Linked DNA regions of Mus musculus: all the other regions are linked to region 1. The links are chromatin contacts, called in public HiChIP or PLAC-seq maps. All regions are on one chromosome and are shown on one strand. The core of a region is the stretch at or near the end of the contact, and the rest is flanking DNA. Distances in the headings are between cores, read along the strand shown.

The links. HiChIP or PLAC-seq counts read pairs in DNA pulled down with a chosen protein or histone mark.
Region 2: a contact with region 1 is called in an H3K4me3 HiChIP or PLAC-seq map of the SCID.adh cell line, with 4 times the contacts expected there. The contact joins the promoter of P3h3 here to the promoter of Nop2 in region 1. A contact is called at or near these places in 8 of 39 promoter capture datasets (the 3T3-L1 cell line, embryonic stem cells, hippocampal neurons and 3 more), 3 of 484 Hi-C or Micro-C datasets (B cells, the N1E-115 cell line and embryonic stem cells), 8 of 115 datasets of contacts at active chromatin or transcription factors (the SCID.adh cell line, embryonic stem cells, extraembryonic endoderm stem cells and 3 more) and 3 of 9 other capture datasets (adipose tissue, liver and pancreatic islet).
Region 3: a contact with region 1 is called in an H3K27ac HiChIP or PLAC-seq map of embryonic stem cells, with 4 times the contacts expected there. The contact joins the promoter of Tpi1 here to the promoter of Nop2 in region 1. A contact is called at or near these places in 7 of 39 promoter capture datasets (3T3-L1-derived adipocytes, the C10 cell line, embryonic stem cells and 3 more), 6 of 484 Hi-C or Micro-C datasets (CD4 T cells, CD8 T cells and embryonic stem cells), 22 of 115 datasets of contacts at active chromatin or transcription factors (the SCID.adh cell line, Th17 cells, bone marrow-derived macrophages and 12 more) and 4 of 9 other capture datasets (adipose tissue, embryonic stem cells, liver and 1 more).

What each region holds. Positions count from the first base shown.
Region 1 is chr6:125,129,761-125,133,944 of GRCm38.p6, forward strand. It overlaps Nop2 (NOP2 nucleolar protein), which reads left to right and starts at 2,123. Exons shown (of 16, transcript NM_138747.2): 1 at 2,123-2,243; 2 at 2,448-2,558; 3 at 3,759-3,804; 4 at 3,954-4,042. The coding sequence starts at 2,453. Chd4 (chromodomain helicase DNA binding protein 4) reads left to right here. Exons shown (of 39, transcript NM_001346610.1): 39 at 60-831. The coding sequence ends at 241.
Region 2 is chr6:124,855,198-124,859,828 of GRCm38.p6, forward strand. P3h3 (prolyl 3-hydroxylase 3) reads right to left here and starts at 2,520. Exons shown (of 15, transcript NM_013534.5): 1 at 1,999-2,520; 2 at 747-899; 3 at 1-79. The coding sequence starts at 2,490. Gpr162 (G protein-coupled receptor 162) reads right to left here. Exons shown (of 5, transcript NM_013533.4): 4 at 4,295-4,452; 5 at 3,247-4,023. The coding sequence ends at 3,472. Gm32404 (a long non-coding RNA gene) reads left to right here and starts at 2,610. Exons shown (of 3, transcript XR_378023.2): 1 at 2,610-2,723; 2 at 2,810-4,039; 3 at 4,221-4,631.
Region 3 is chr6:124,812,720-124,816,824 of GRCm38.p6, forward strand. Tpi1 (triosephosphate isomerase 1) reads right to left here and starts at 1,439. Exons shown (of 7, transcript NM_009415.3): 1 at 1,289-1,439; 2 at 71-194. The coding sequence starts at 1,403. It overlaps Usp5 (ubiquitin specific peptidase 5 (isopeptidase T)), which reads right to left. Exons shown (of 20, transcript NM_001326594.1): 20 at 2,300-2,940. The coding sequence ends at 2,847.

The sequences.
Region 1 (4,184 bases), core at 873-3,372:
ACAGCTGTGCCCTTGACTACCACAGCTCACGGCCTCTTTCTTTCTTTTTCCCTCTGCAGTCCTGAAACAGCTGGAGGAACTGTTGAGTGACATGAAAGCTGATGTGACGCGGCTCCCAGCCACCATTGCCCGCATCCCCCCAGTCGCTGTGAGGTTACAGATGTCAGAGCGGAACATTCTCAGCCGCCTGGCAAACAGGGCGCCAGAACCTCCCCCACAGCAGGTAGCCCAGCAGCAGTGAAAGACCCAGAGTGATATCCACCTCCACCACTCAGCAGTGACCTTCCTCACTTTCTCTTGTCCCGGCTGCCCCTGGGGGCCAGAGAGACCCTTGCCTTCCTTCTGCCCATCTTCTGAGTTGTAAAGGAACAGCCCTGCGCAGTGGGGCAGGGAGGGAGGGAGAAGCAATGGTGCCCTTCCTGCTGGAGAGACAAGCAGCAGTAGCGCAGCGCCCGCCCGCCATGTGCAGGAGCTGGCGGGCTGGCTGCCTTCTGGACCCTGGCTTCTCCCCACCGTGCGCCTGTTACAAACTGTTGTGGATTCTGCCAGGCTCGAAGAAAATGATCTGAATTTCTTCCTCTTTTTGGTTTTATTTTGTTGGTTTACTTTGTGTTTTCTCCTTTTTGGGGGGTATTCAGAGTGGGCCGGGCCCCTGGGCGAGACACAGCTACCTCTGTTGGCATCTTTTTAATACCAGGAACCCAGCGGCTCCAGCCACTGAGCAGCTAAATAAAGTTGGAAAAAAAAAAAAAAAGAAAAAGAACCAAAAGCATAAAAAACCACAGCAAATTTCTTGATGAGAACTGAAAATAAAAGTTTCCTTGTATTTTAGTGATCTGGTTCTGTGTGGGTGAGTGTGGGTTCCAGGTACCCCAGGAACTGGCTTATCCTGGAAGACTGCCTGTGCTCCTGACAGGGTGACATTCTGGCGAACAAGAGGCTTCTGGACCATTGTTTATAGGCTCTGATCTTTAGCAAACTGTTCGCAGAGCACTCCTGCAGGAAGTAGCCACTTGCCTGGTACAGTTGTGAAGACATTGGGCAAGTGTTCTACCATGGAATACATATGCGTGAATATGTAATTATAGAAGTATAAATTTTTTGAGGGTCTAAGTAACAACTGCCTGCCCCTGCCTCTCAAGTGGGGGAATTAAGGATGTGTTACCTTAAGTATAAATTTTTTGAGGGTCTAAGTAACTACTGCCTGCCCCTGCCTCTCAAGTGGGGGAATTAAGGATGTTACCGTACCCTAAAATTTTTTCCTTGGTTTATTGTTATCACTTTTTTTTTGTTTGAAGATTTATTTATTATTATATATGAGTACACTTCAGACACACCAGAAGAGTGCATCAGATCTCATTGCAGATGGTTGTGAGCCACCATGTGGTTGCTGGGATTTGAACTCGGGACCCTTAGAAGAGCAGTCAGTGCTCTTGACTGCTGAGCCATCTCTCCAGCCCCTTATTACTGGTTTTCTTTGAGACAGGGTTTCTTTGTGTAATCCTGGGTCCAGGAATTCCAGGCTGCCCTCAAGTTAAAGAGATTCACCTGCTTCTTGCAGAGGGCTGAGATTATAGAGAACTACCACTCTCTTATATAATTTGTACATAGCATCACTGTGCACGTGGAGGTCAAAGAGCAGCTTGTAGGAGTTTGTGCCCGATGCCACTAGATGGGTGGGTCCTGGACTCAAAGACTCAGTTCTGCAGGCTCGGAGACAAGCGCGTTTATCCGCTAAGCGGTCTCCCTGCTTGGAAGGAAGGCCGGCCGAGTGCGTGTTCCTATGTGAAAGGGTCCGGAGGGGAGGGTTACCTCTAAGGAAAGCGGCTCTAATACAAAACTTTGGGAACAGGAGGGCGAGGGGCGTGGGACCCCGCGATCTTGCGGGCTAAGGCAATTAGGGTGCCAGCGGGAGGGCCAAGTTGCGGTGCTAGGTGGAAGGAGCGTGCGGCCTCGGGAGTAGCGGGCGGAAGCCACCTTCCGAACCGAGGGCAGAGAAACGCTGACCGCAGCGCCGCGCGTTTCCCTCTCTGAACCGCGGGTGAGGGGCGTGTCCCTGGATCACGTGTGTTCCGGTGCCGCGGCCGGAAGAGGCGGGGCGTTGTGACGACCCTTTTTGCGCTTGCGCGATTCACTTTCGCGGTGTGCGACCTCTGAGTTCTTCCCCCCAGTGCACGTGGAGCGGGCCTTGACTGGAGGTGCCGGGTCAGCCGGAACCAGGTCTAGGCGAGCCGAGCCTTCAGGTGCGTCTGCAGGATCGCGGAGCAAGGTTCCGAGAGGGGCGTGGTGACGAGGTCCTGTGGGAGATCCTGGAGGGGGCCATCGGGGTCCTGAGTAGTGGTCCTGGGCCGGGCGGTACCCATCCCTGGTAATATCCTTAAGCCTACGGCCTGCGTTCCCATTTCAGCATCCACAACGTCGCTTTGCCTCGTTTGTCTTTGCTTTAGTTATCATGGGGCGCAAGTTGGATCCTACGAAGAAGGAGAAGCGTGGACCCGGCCGAAAGGCCCGAAAACAGAAGGGTGCGGAGACCGAATTGGTCAGATTTTTGCCTGCAGGTGAGGGTCGTAGCTCCCTGATCCCGGCCAGCCTTTGCCCCATTTTGTGCCATAACTTCTCGTTTGCGTGTTCGCCTTTACCTGCTGCATAGATGTGAGCTGTTAGGAGATAAATAGTTTGGGTTAGAGAAGGGTGGGAAGCTGCCACTGGGGCATGGTACTCGTGCGAGGAGCGGTGCGATCTTCCGTTTCCAGGAAGGGAGTTCTCATGAAGAATTTGGAAAGATGTTATTAAGCTTAGTTTTGGTAAGCAAGAGTTGGAAACGGAACAGACCGGTCACGAATTGTCCGGAAGAGATGGAATGAAAGCACGGATCTGAGCCCTCTGTGGTGAAGGATGATGGAAGATGCAGTTTGTTGAAATATTGGCAAGCCACAGGCCCATGAAGGAGATCCTCAACTGTATGGACACATGGTCTCACTTCATCGAATTTTAGAGTCCTGGGAGAGAGGCTTTGTTATTTGTTAGGTTAGAGGTGTCTTAACACACAGTAAGTGAAAAGGGACATTTCTTGTAGATTGTAAAACCAAAAATAGCAAAATTAAGTTCTAATTTAGTTGATAACTGAATAAGCTGAGAATAAGGGAAGGGCAGAAAAGGGGTTTGAGGTTACATTGTTATCAGAATGTCACTGTTTGAGTTTCCTTGCTGAACAGTCTGATGGCTGCTTCCTCTCCTCTACATCTTTTGGTCTTTTTTGGGGTGGGGTGGGGTGGGGGTGGGGGTTTCGAGACAGGATTTCTCTGTATAGCCCTGGCTGTCCTGGAACTCACTCTGTAGACCAGGCTGGCCTCAAACTCAGAAATCTGCCTGCCTCTGCCTCCCGAGTGCTGGGATTAAAGGCGTTCACCACCACACCTGGCTTCTTTTGGTCTTTTTAAGTTTTCTGGAAGTGATGGGAATGGAGCCTTGGGCTTTCCCCATACTCCGCACAGGCTGTACTATTGGCCTGTCTTTCACATCTCCTGTAACTCCTGGATGACTTGTATGGAGTGACTCCCATGGACTGTAGTTTATAGCCTTAGTCTTTCCTGCTGCCGTGGGTGAATATGAGGACTTGTACATAACAAACAAACTCGCTCTACCACTGCCACACTTTTCTTCGTTAACGTGGTGATTCTCTCTCTTCCTAATTACATGCCTGCCCCCAGTTTGTATTTCCTATAAATTCCTAATCTATCCCTTTTTTAAATTAACAGCTGGCGATGAGAATTCCAAGAGGCTGTCGAGTCGTGCCCGAAAGCGGTGAGTGTGAATCCGCTGGTTTAGTGAGATTGTAGCTGCTGGATCCATGGGTGAAGAGGGCTGGTTGTGCATTGTCTTGTTTCCTTGTGGTGGGAGGTGGCAGAACCCGGAGGTATGTTCCCTTGTCTTCACTTTCTGTATTCTTTCAGGGCAGCCAAGAGGAGGGCAGGGTCTGTTGACGTCCCTAAGCCAAATAAGTCTCCTGGGATCAAAACATTGCCTGGAGAGTTATCCAAAGGTTAGTGACTATAGGAGTTGGTTGCTCTGTGAAGAATCCTCTGGGACCTGGATAGGGCTAATTGTTTCTAGAATGGAAGGAACGGCAAAGCAAAATATATATATATGTACATATATATATATTTTTTTTTTTGTTTGTTTGT
Region 2 (4,631 bases), core at 1,270-3,769, 270 kb before region 1:
GCAGGGCCTCCTCTAGTTGGGGTAGAGCCAGTGCTGCCTCCCGTTGCTCCAGAAGCTCCAGGCCAGTGTCATAAGCTGCCTGTGGGGACATGGGACACCTAGTCACCAGAGATTAGTGGTGGTGGGGAGGTACTAAATAAAACTGGGGGTGGGGGGCATGGTGACGGGCTGGAGAGATGACTCAGAGGTTAAGAGCACTGCTGCTCTTCCAGAGGTCCTAAGTTCAATTCCCAGCAACCACATGGTGGCTCACAGCCATCTGTAATGGGATCTGATGCCCTCTTCTGGTGTGTCTGAACACAACTACAGTGTACTCACATACATAAAATAAATATATAATTCTTTAAAAGGGGGGGGGGCATGGTGACATATGCTTTTAACCTGGCACAAAGGAGGCAAAGACAATCGGATCTTATTGACTTGGAAGCCAACCTGGTCTGCATAGTGAGTTCCAGGCCAGCCCAGGTCTACACAGTGAGACTCTGTTTCAAAAAGAAAGTTAGGGAGGTGGAAAAGAAATGAGCTTATTTGGAACATGGAAATCTGTATGGTATTTCATACACCCAGAGGAAGAACAGGTGTGGCCTCAGAATCAGAACGCTAGAACGGCACACTTTAGTGATCACTGAGGAAACTGGGTGCTAGGGAAAGACTCCTCACCCAGCGCCACCGAGGAGCGGTACCCAGATATGCTCAAACTGCACAGGCTGGAGTTGGCAGATTTCAGCCAGCATTGAGGACCTCACCCAGTATAGGGGCGTCACCAGGTCCCGGAAGCTCTGGGGTCGGATTGCAGACATCCTTCTGTACTTAGCCATGTCTTCCCGCATCTGCAGGTGTGTTGGGTTTGCCACAAAGAAGGTGTGTGCTGCAGAAGCTGCCAGGTCCAGCTTCTTCAACTAAGGATCCAAAGAGATGAGATATGAGAGTCCAGAGGGGTGTGCGTGTGCATGTGCGTGCATGGGGTGGTGGTGGTGGTGTGTGTGTGTGTGTGTATGGTGGGTGGGGGTGGGATTTTGGACCTCTGTCCTTCACCAGCCTCCCCCAGAGCCTTATGGCAGCCTAGCCAATCAAAACTGGAAACCACCAGATCCCTCGGGAGCCAGAATGTTGGGCTCCCCAGGACTCTGGTACAGAAAGGAGATATGGAAGCGTCAGAGTGGGTGGGCCTCGGGCTGAAGGCCCCAGGATCTCTGTTTTGGAGACAACGAAATGAGAGGCTCAAGTAGATGGGGGAGGGGCGGGGGAGCGGGGAGACCTTGAATGACGAGAATCTGCAGGCCTCTAGGACCCTGGGCTGAGGTGTGTGAAACTAGAGCCCCTCCCGCCTCCAGCCACGTAGGCATCAGCTACCATTCTGGAAACTGCACACTGTCTACTGCCACAGACCCAGATTCCAGCCTCAGCCGTACTTCCTTCTGCAAACTAGCCCCGCTCCTTCAACCTTTCCGAAGCTCGATTCTTCCCCAAGAGAAAGCTCCTACTCAAACGCCCACTCCTGAACGAACACATGCACTCTCTCTGCCTGTCTCTCTCTCTCTGTCTCTGTCTGTCTGTCTGTCTCTCTCTCTGTCTCTCTCTGTCTGTCTCTGTCTGTCTGTCTGTCTGTCTCTCTCTCTCTCTGTGTGTGTGTGTGTGTGTGTGTGTGTGTGTATGGTTTGGGGCACCTCTCCATCTGCTCTTCGTATCTGAAAGGTTGCATTCATTAGCCTAGACCCGCTAAAATAAAACTGCGGAGCCCTCCCAACATATTCGGTCTACTCCCACTCCTCTTCATTCCAATTTGACACGTTCTCCACGCTCTCTCTTGACCCTCCCTCTGCGGCCATCGCAAGTCCTGGCCACGTTTCAATGGTACCCACACAAGAGTAGAACTCCGTTATCCGCCCTCCAAGGCTCCACCCCCGAGTCCGGGCGGCGAGCATCCCGCCCTCTCCTGGTCAGCTCCCAGTAAGACAGTCAGTAGGCTTGGGGTAGCACCCTGGCCGGCCCCCGCACCTGGTAGTAGGCCCTCTGCAGGTAGTTGTAAGGCTCCCGCCGGCGGAAGGCATCCCGCAGCGCGCTCCCCACGCGGAGCCGCGCCGCGCCCCCCGGGCCCAGCCTCCGCACCGCGCACTGGGTCAGGCACTCGGCGCGGCGGAGCGTGGCGCGCAGGAGCAGCGGTTCCCAGACCCCGGGCCCGGAGACAGGATGTGGGGCTCCGAGGAGCTGGGAGGGGAGCGCGGCGCCCGGCTCGGCCGCGCAGCTCGCCCCGCACTCCTGGCGCGCGCGGCCCAGCGCCGCCCGGCTCCGCAGCGCCTCTCGCAGCAGCGCCACTGCGGGCGCCCAAGCCCCGGCCGAGTAGGCTCGCAGCCCGTCCGCGTAGAGCAAGTCGGGGGCCTGGGGAGGCGACCCCGGTGACAACTGAGCCAGGCCCGGGGGCTCGGGAGGCTCGGGGGACCCCGGGGGAGGCAGCAGCAGCAAAAGCAACAACCGCAGGAGCCGGAGCATGGTGCCAGAGTCGCGGGCCCACCGCCGAAGGGAAATGCGGAGACGGGAGGGAGGGAGGGAGAGGAAGGAGGGGGGGTAGGGGGAGGAGAAGGAAGGAGAGATGGAGAAGAGGAGGGAGAGGAAGAGAGAGGGAATGAGTGATGCCAAAGAAACCTGCTGGATTTAGGCCTGCCCCTGGGAAAACCGAAGTGAGACGGAGTGAGAAATCCGAGGGACACATGGGTCTAGTGTGGGTAAGAAAGGGAAATGGAGAAAGAAGGGTGAAATAGGGCTCCTGGCCTGTGACGTGGGGGTAACTTCGTTTCCGTCCATCCTTGAGTCCTGGAAAAGGATTGTGGACGCCCCTCACACGTTCATCTACCCACGCTCCTGCCAACCCACCATGTGAAGATGGATTTTCGAAACGCTGCCTGGAAGAGGGTGACTCCGTGTTTGGGACACCAATTCTGGCACCAAAACTTTTCTACTCAGAAACTGAGCGCCCAGACGCATTTAGGGGAGATGGGAATTGAGTACTTTTTACTAATTTAAGCAAAGATCCTTCCCATTCAAACTAACACACTCTAGTGTCCCTTGCTCCACCCCAGGATCTTACGCTCCTACGCCCATTTCTCCTATGTCTGTCTGCGTCGTATTGGGCCGTCTCTTTCTATACCTCTTCCCCCTGCCCTTTATCCGGTTTGTCCTCTAGCCACTTTCCCTCGCCCAAGCCACTGACCATTTGCCCCCCCTCCCCGCAAACGCTGAACATCAAGGTTTCCACGGCAACTCAGCCTTTTAATACATTTTGCTAGGGGTGAAGACGGGTGCGTTGGGTATCTGGTCACTTGGATGGGAGAGAGCTGGGGCTCTAGAGCCCGGATGTAGGCCCCCCCCCCCCCATCTCCCTGGAGGCAGCTGCCATAGACTCAGGGCCAGGATGAGGCATACTCACTCGCTCGTGCCTCCCCCCCCCCTCCAGTGAAGCAGGCCTATGCGGCCTCACAGGGTCAACTGGGGGAAGATGGGGTTACCTGGCCCCCAGGGTCTTCCCCAAGCCCTTGAACTCCCTTCGCTCCCGGTCAGGGAACAGCGTCTTCCTGCACTTAACCCCAAAGGAAGTCCAACGGCTCGGCTATCCGGAGACCCAAGGGAGAGCCGTCGAGGTGAAAAACCCAGTGGTCTAGGCCTACGAGGAGAGGGTCCTGGTGACGCAGTTGGAGAAGGCAGAGGTGTCTCATCGATGAAGGTGGTGATCTCCTCCCGGAAAAAACCGGGACCTCGTGGGGGTCCCCCACCCGACCCCAGAACCCCACTTTCTAGAAACTGTCGAAGGCTGGCCAAGCCCCCGCCTTCAGCCTCTTCCTCATCCTCCTCATCCTCCAGCCTGTGTCTCTGTCCCAGGTATTCTGGAGGGCCTCCGAGGGCTCGGCTCTGGGCTGGGAGGATCCGGATATCATCCGATGAGGACCACTTGTGCAGGAAGGAGCCTGGTGCCCGAGGAGTAGAAAAGATGTTGGTCTCATCGTGGGATAATCGTCGGGACAAAGGGACCTGGGAAGAGGAGCAGGTGAGACCTGGAGATGCTGCAGAGACAAAGGTAAAGGTGACAGGAACCAAGGTGGGGACTCTGCAAGATGGCTTCATACTCTTCCTTTTCTCCAACGTGTTTACTCTAGTAGGCAAACCTGGTTCTGAGAGATCTGAGGGAAACTTTCTTCCTCTTGTCTCTCCTTTACCTGACCCCCTAGGGTACCCTGCAGTCCAAAGCCAAAGAGCAGTGGTGCAGGAGACCAGAATGGAGGTGAGTCCTTCTGTCCCATACCTGTAAGTAGTGTACTCTCTCCAGCGGTGGGAAGAGCATGTGCCGCCCAGGCAGCAGCTTCACCTGGGTGGGGTCCCGACTCCCTGACCCTGTGGCCCCGTTAGCATCAAAGCGAATTTTGCACACTCGGCCATCTGTGTAGTCGTCACAGGTGCCATCTAGGAGCGAGAAGGAGCCCAGTGGGTACAGGCAGAGAAGACCTACCCTCTAGAGCCCCATGCCCTTCATAAAGTCCAGGAGGACTCTTTGACTCCCATCAGTCTGTAAGCCCCAATCCCTGTTTGGCATGGACCAAGCTGGCCGGCCGGTGTAGGCTTCCAGAGAGGAGCAGATGCCT
Region 3 (4,105 bases), core at 189-2,688, 320 kb before region 1:
CACCAAAGTTCGGCAAGAAGCCCTCACGAGGAAGGTTTTCCCTCTACATCCCTCTCTGCCTCCATCTCACCTGATTTCCCCAGTGAAGGCCCCATTGGTCACTTTGTAGCAGTTCTGTGCGGCCACAGCAATTTTGGGATCCAGCTTCTGTCTGGCAAAGTCGATGTAAGCGGTGGGCGGTGCACAAACCACCTCTGAGGACGAGATCAGAGAAAGCCCCTCACTCTTCAGGCTCCCGGTCTTGCATTCACTTTCTTGGTTCTACTTTCCTTCGTTTTTCAGTCCAGAAAGTTGACCTTTGTCCACTACAGAGCCCAGGCTAGGCCTGTAGCAATACCAGAGCCTTCCCAATGCCTCTGATAGGCCACGGCCCTTACCCTGCCCTCTGCTCTTTTAACAGCTGTGGCTCTAATTTCCTCAGGCTATTCTGGGAATGGGCATCTCCTCGACTCAGCATTCTCCAGGGGTAACCCCTTTCTAAAATAGCCCATCCCACATACCCATCCCGGGAAGGATTTTTTAGCATAAGAGGTCCACCGCGGGAGTTTGTATTGGGCTCTTCGGGAAATGGATGATCAGAGAGAATACCCTTTGGCCATTCTCCAGGTTCCCCGATTTAGGTGGGTAGAAGCGGGAAGGATGGAGGGGTAGTGTCGTGAGCAGCAGGGAACTGACTAGCCCACAGAGACCTTGTGTTTTCCTATTTCCAGTCTGAGAAGAGCTGAATTTTTTTTTTTTTTAATTCCCCAACGGCTCAGCATGTTTGGCATCTGCTAGGGGCCTAAGGTGGAAGGCAGGAGTGGCCCATGCTGTGAAGGATAGGGATGTGGAAGCCCCCAGCTCAGAGGCCTAAGCATACGACGGCGCGGGGAGGAGTTTCGGGCTACGTGCAGAGACGCACGGAGCCAGAGGCCGAGGGGGCAGGTAGCTGAGAGCCCGCGCAAGCTCAGCTTCCTCCCTCACAATCTGGGGGACACGTGCCACTTGCTTATCCAACCCGACACTGGTTCTTCTTCTCGACCCTAACCCCTAACTGGTGCAGCTCCGGTCCACTCCCAAGGGCGATCTTCTTTGCACCCTGCCCCCAACCCCAAGAACCCCTTTCGGGCCCCACAAACCCAGTGCAGCATTTAAATGCTTTTCCTCTTCAGCAAGTCTCTGCTGCCGGGACACCAAATGGCTCTTGTCCCCAGGCCACCATCCAGGTCCACTCAGACACTGAGCAGGTGGTGCCACGCCCGACCCTCCACCCCCACGTCCCGCCGCCCCTGCTAAACAGAGAGCTCACCGGTGCCTGCCGGCACGTTGGCTGCGTTCAGGGTGCAGATGAGTTCTCCCAGGCACTTCTTCCTCCCGTTCATCTTCCAGTTGCCCCCAACGAAGAACTTCCTGGTAGGCGCCATTGTACCAGGCTCAAGTCTCTGAAGGTCAGTACAAACGCACGGCTCTCTCCACTGGCCACTTATATAGATGGCTGTGAAGCAGAACTCCTCCTTCTCCCCGCCCTCCGCCATGGTTAGCCCGGCCCCTTGCTGCTCCGCCTTCCCCTCCATCTGCCTCTCCACCTCCCGGTGTTTCGACGTTCTGGCGTTCTAGAGCAATCAATGTTCTAGAGGGTTCAGGGGGCTCAAACGTCCTGCCTCAGTGGCTCGACAGTTGAGATGTTGAACCTCGCGCTCAGGGAAACAAACTTTTTGGGATTTCAGAAGACCAAGGGGCATTTCCTGTGGAGGTGACAGCAGCAGGGCCTTGGACCCTGGGGTTGAGGGCACCTTTCCAACTCCGAAAGCGCCCCATTCCCTCATAGCATAAAGCAAAGTCACGGTTGAGGAGCCCTTCCAGTAATCACAAGGAAGGGGGCCAAGTGTGTCACCAACGTCGCTGGTGATTACGGGGTCCTTGCAGTTGTCAGACCTTGGCCAAATGGAGCAGAGTGGGACACTAGTGTGTGGGGGGCAGGGAGGGAGGCAGGCTGGCTGCAGCCGTGTAAAGGAGTCAGCTGATATCAGTCAGTGTGGACTGCCCACCCTGCCCTAGGTCCTTCATTTGCCCAGCAACAGTGGGGCTAGACCAAGTGCATGGTCAGTTGGGGGGGGGGGGGTGATGCAGCCTCGCTTCTGAATTTTCCCTTTATTTCCCATCCCCCCACCTCAGTTTTCTGAGCATTTCTAGAGCTAGAGAAAAGGAAATTGCCTGGGGGGGGGGGACGGCAAAGGACCCCAGTTGGGCCTCTCTAAACCTTCCCCTTCCAGTAATCCTCCCCAGAACTAGTAAGTCTCCCCCAAAGAACTGAAACCAGTCAGCCCCCGTACTTTTATTCACATCATGTATTTTGGCATTTTTCCAGAGGACCATAAAGACAGACCGGAGGCTGAGGCAGAAGGGCAAAGGGTGTGGGGAGGGTCCTATTTCCCTCAGAGCCTCCTCTGCCCCACCACAAGGGAGCAAACACTTAAGGGGAGGGGAGGCGCAGTCGCTCCCTCCCCTGGAAAGATGCATAAAGCCACATCCACACACACACACAGGTAAGAGCCCGCCCCACATCAGGGGTTGGGCCATCACAGAGAAGCAGAGCACTGTGGATTCAAGGGGCAGGGGAAGGAAGCAACAAGGTCCCACTGTGGACAGGCAGTTGGCCCCTCCTGTCCCATCCCTGCTCTGTCCCCAGAGTCTAATGAGTACCCCTCCTCTTTGTTTGGCCATTCTCCTATGACCTCCAGCTCCTTCCCACTGCTGGGGACAAAAACAAAAAGGGTACAGAGCAGGGGCTGAAGTCCATCCCTCAGCCGTCCCTCATGCCAGATGGTCTGTCCCCTGCTTCAAGTGGAAGGGCTGAGGGCAGGCTCTTAGCTGACCACTCTCTGGTAGAAGTAGATGTAGCCCAGGTCCTTGGGTGGCTTTTCAGAGGCACACACTTTCTGGTCATTGTAGATCACCCACCTGGGGAGTGGGGAAAGGGACAGAGAAGGGTGAGCGGTGGGCTCTCCACATCAACCTGGAGGGGCTTCTGGGAAGGATCCCGACTGATTCTATGCCACATCCCCAAATCTACCATCCAGCTAGCATCTAAATGGAGCTTCGAAATCTTATTTTCCCATTTGATGACCTCAGATTGTTCATTTAGAGACAGGGTCCCAACAAACCTGGCTGTCCTGGAACCCTATATAAGCCAGGCTGGCCACAAACTCAGAAATCTAGCTACTTCTGCCTCCCCAATGCTGGTATTAAATGTGTGTATGACTACATCCAGGCAACTGTATTTGTTTTTGTTTTTCGAGACAGGGTTTCTCTCAGTAGTCCTGGAACTCACTCTGTAGACCGGCTAACCTCGAACTCATACATCCACACCCCCCAACCCTGCACTGCCTCCCAAGTGCTGGGATTAAAACTGTGTGCCACTATGCCCAGCATGTATTCTGCAAAATTGTAATTATTTTGTACTAATAACCACTTGAACCATGGTGTGAATAGAGATCTTAGGGAAGTTTTCTGGTTCCACCTCAGGCTGTCAGGACTTTCCTCACTGGGGACTGTGTTTTACACTCTCCTTCCACCCATTCCTGTGAAGCTAGGGGAGCAGGAGAGACCACGGGCTAATATCCATTTTAACAAAGGATTCGTTTTTAAAGTAAGAGAGTGCGTGCGTGTGTGTGTGTGTGTGTGTGTGTGTGTGTGTGTGTGTGTCTCAGACATAAGTGCAGGTGCCTATGAGGGCCAGAAGGTGCCAGATTCCCTGGAAGGTGTGGTGGATGGTTGTTAGCCTTCATTTGGGTGCTGGAAACTGAACCTAGGTTTTCTGCAAAGAGTGGAAAGTGTTCTTCGCTAACAAGCATCTCTATAGCCCACCCCAGCCCCTTTGGAGACAGGGTTTCACAGAGCACAGGATCGCTTAAACCTCATTCGCCATGGAGCCAAAGATGAGCTTCAACTGCTGGCTCCCCTGCCTCCACCTCAACACTAACACTGAAGCCATAAGCCACTACACACAGCTACTGACCACCATTTTCATGGAGAAATTAGTCTTTGCCACAATTGTTTAACTTTACTGCTGCCACAGGCAATCCCTAAACAAGCAGATGACTGTGAGCCTGTAACCCTTCATTTA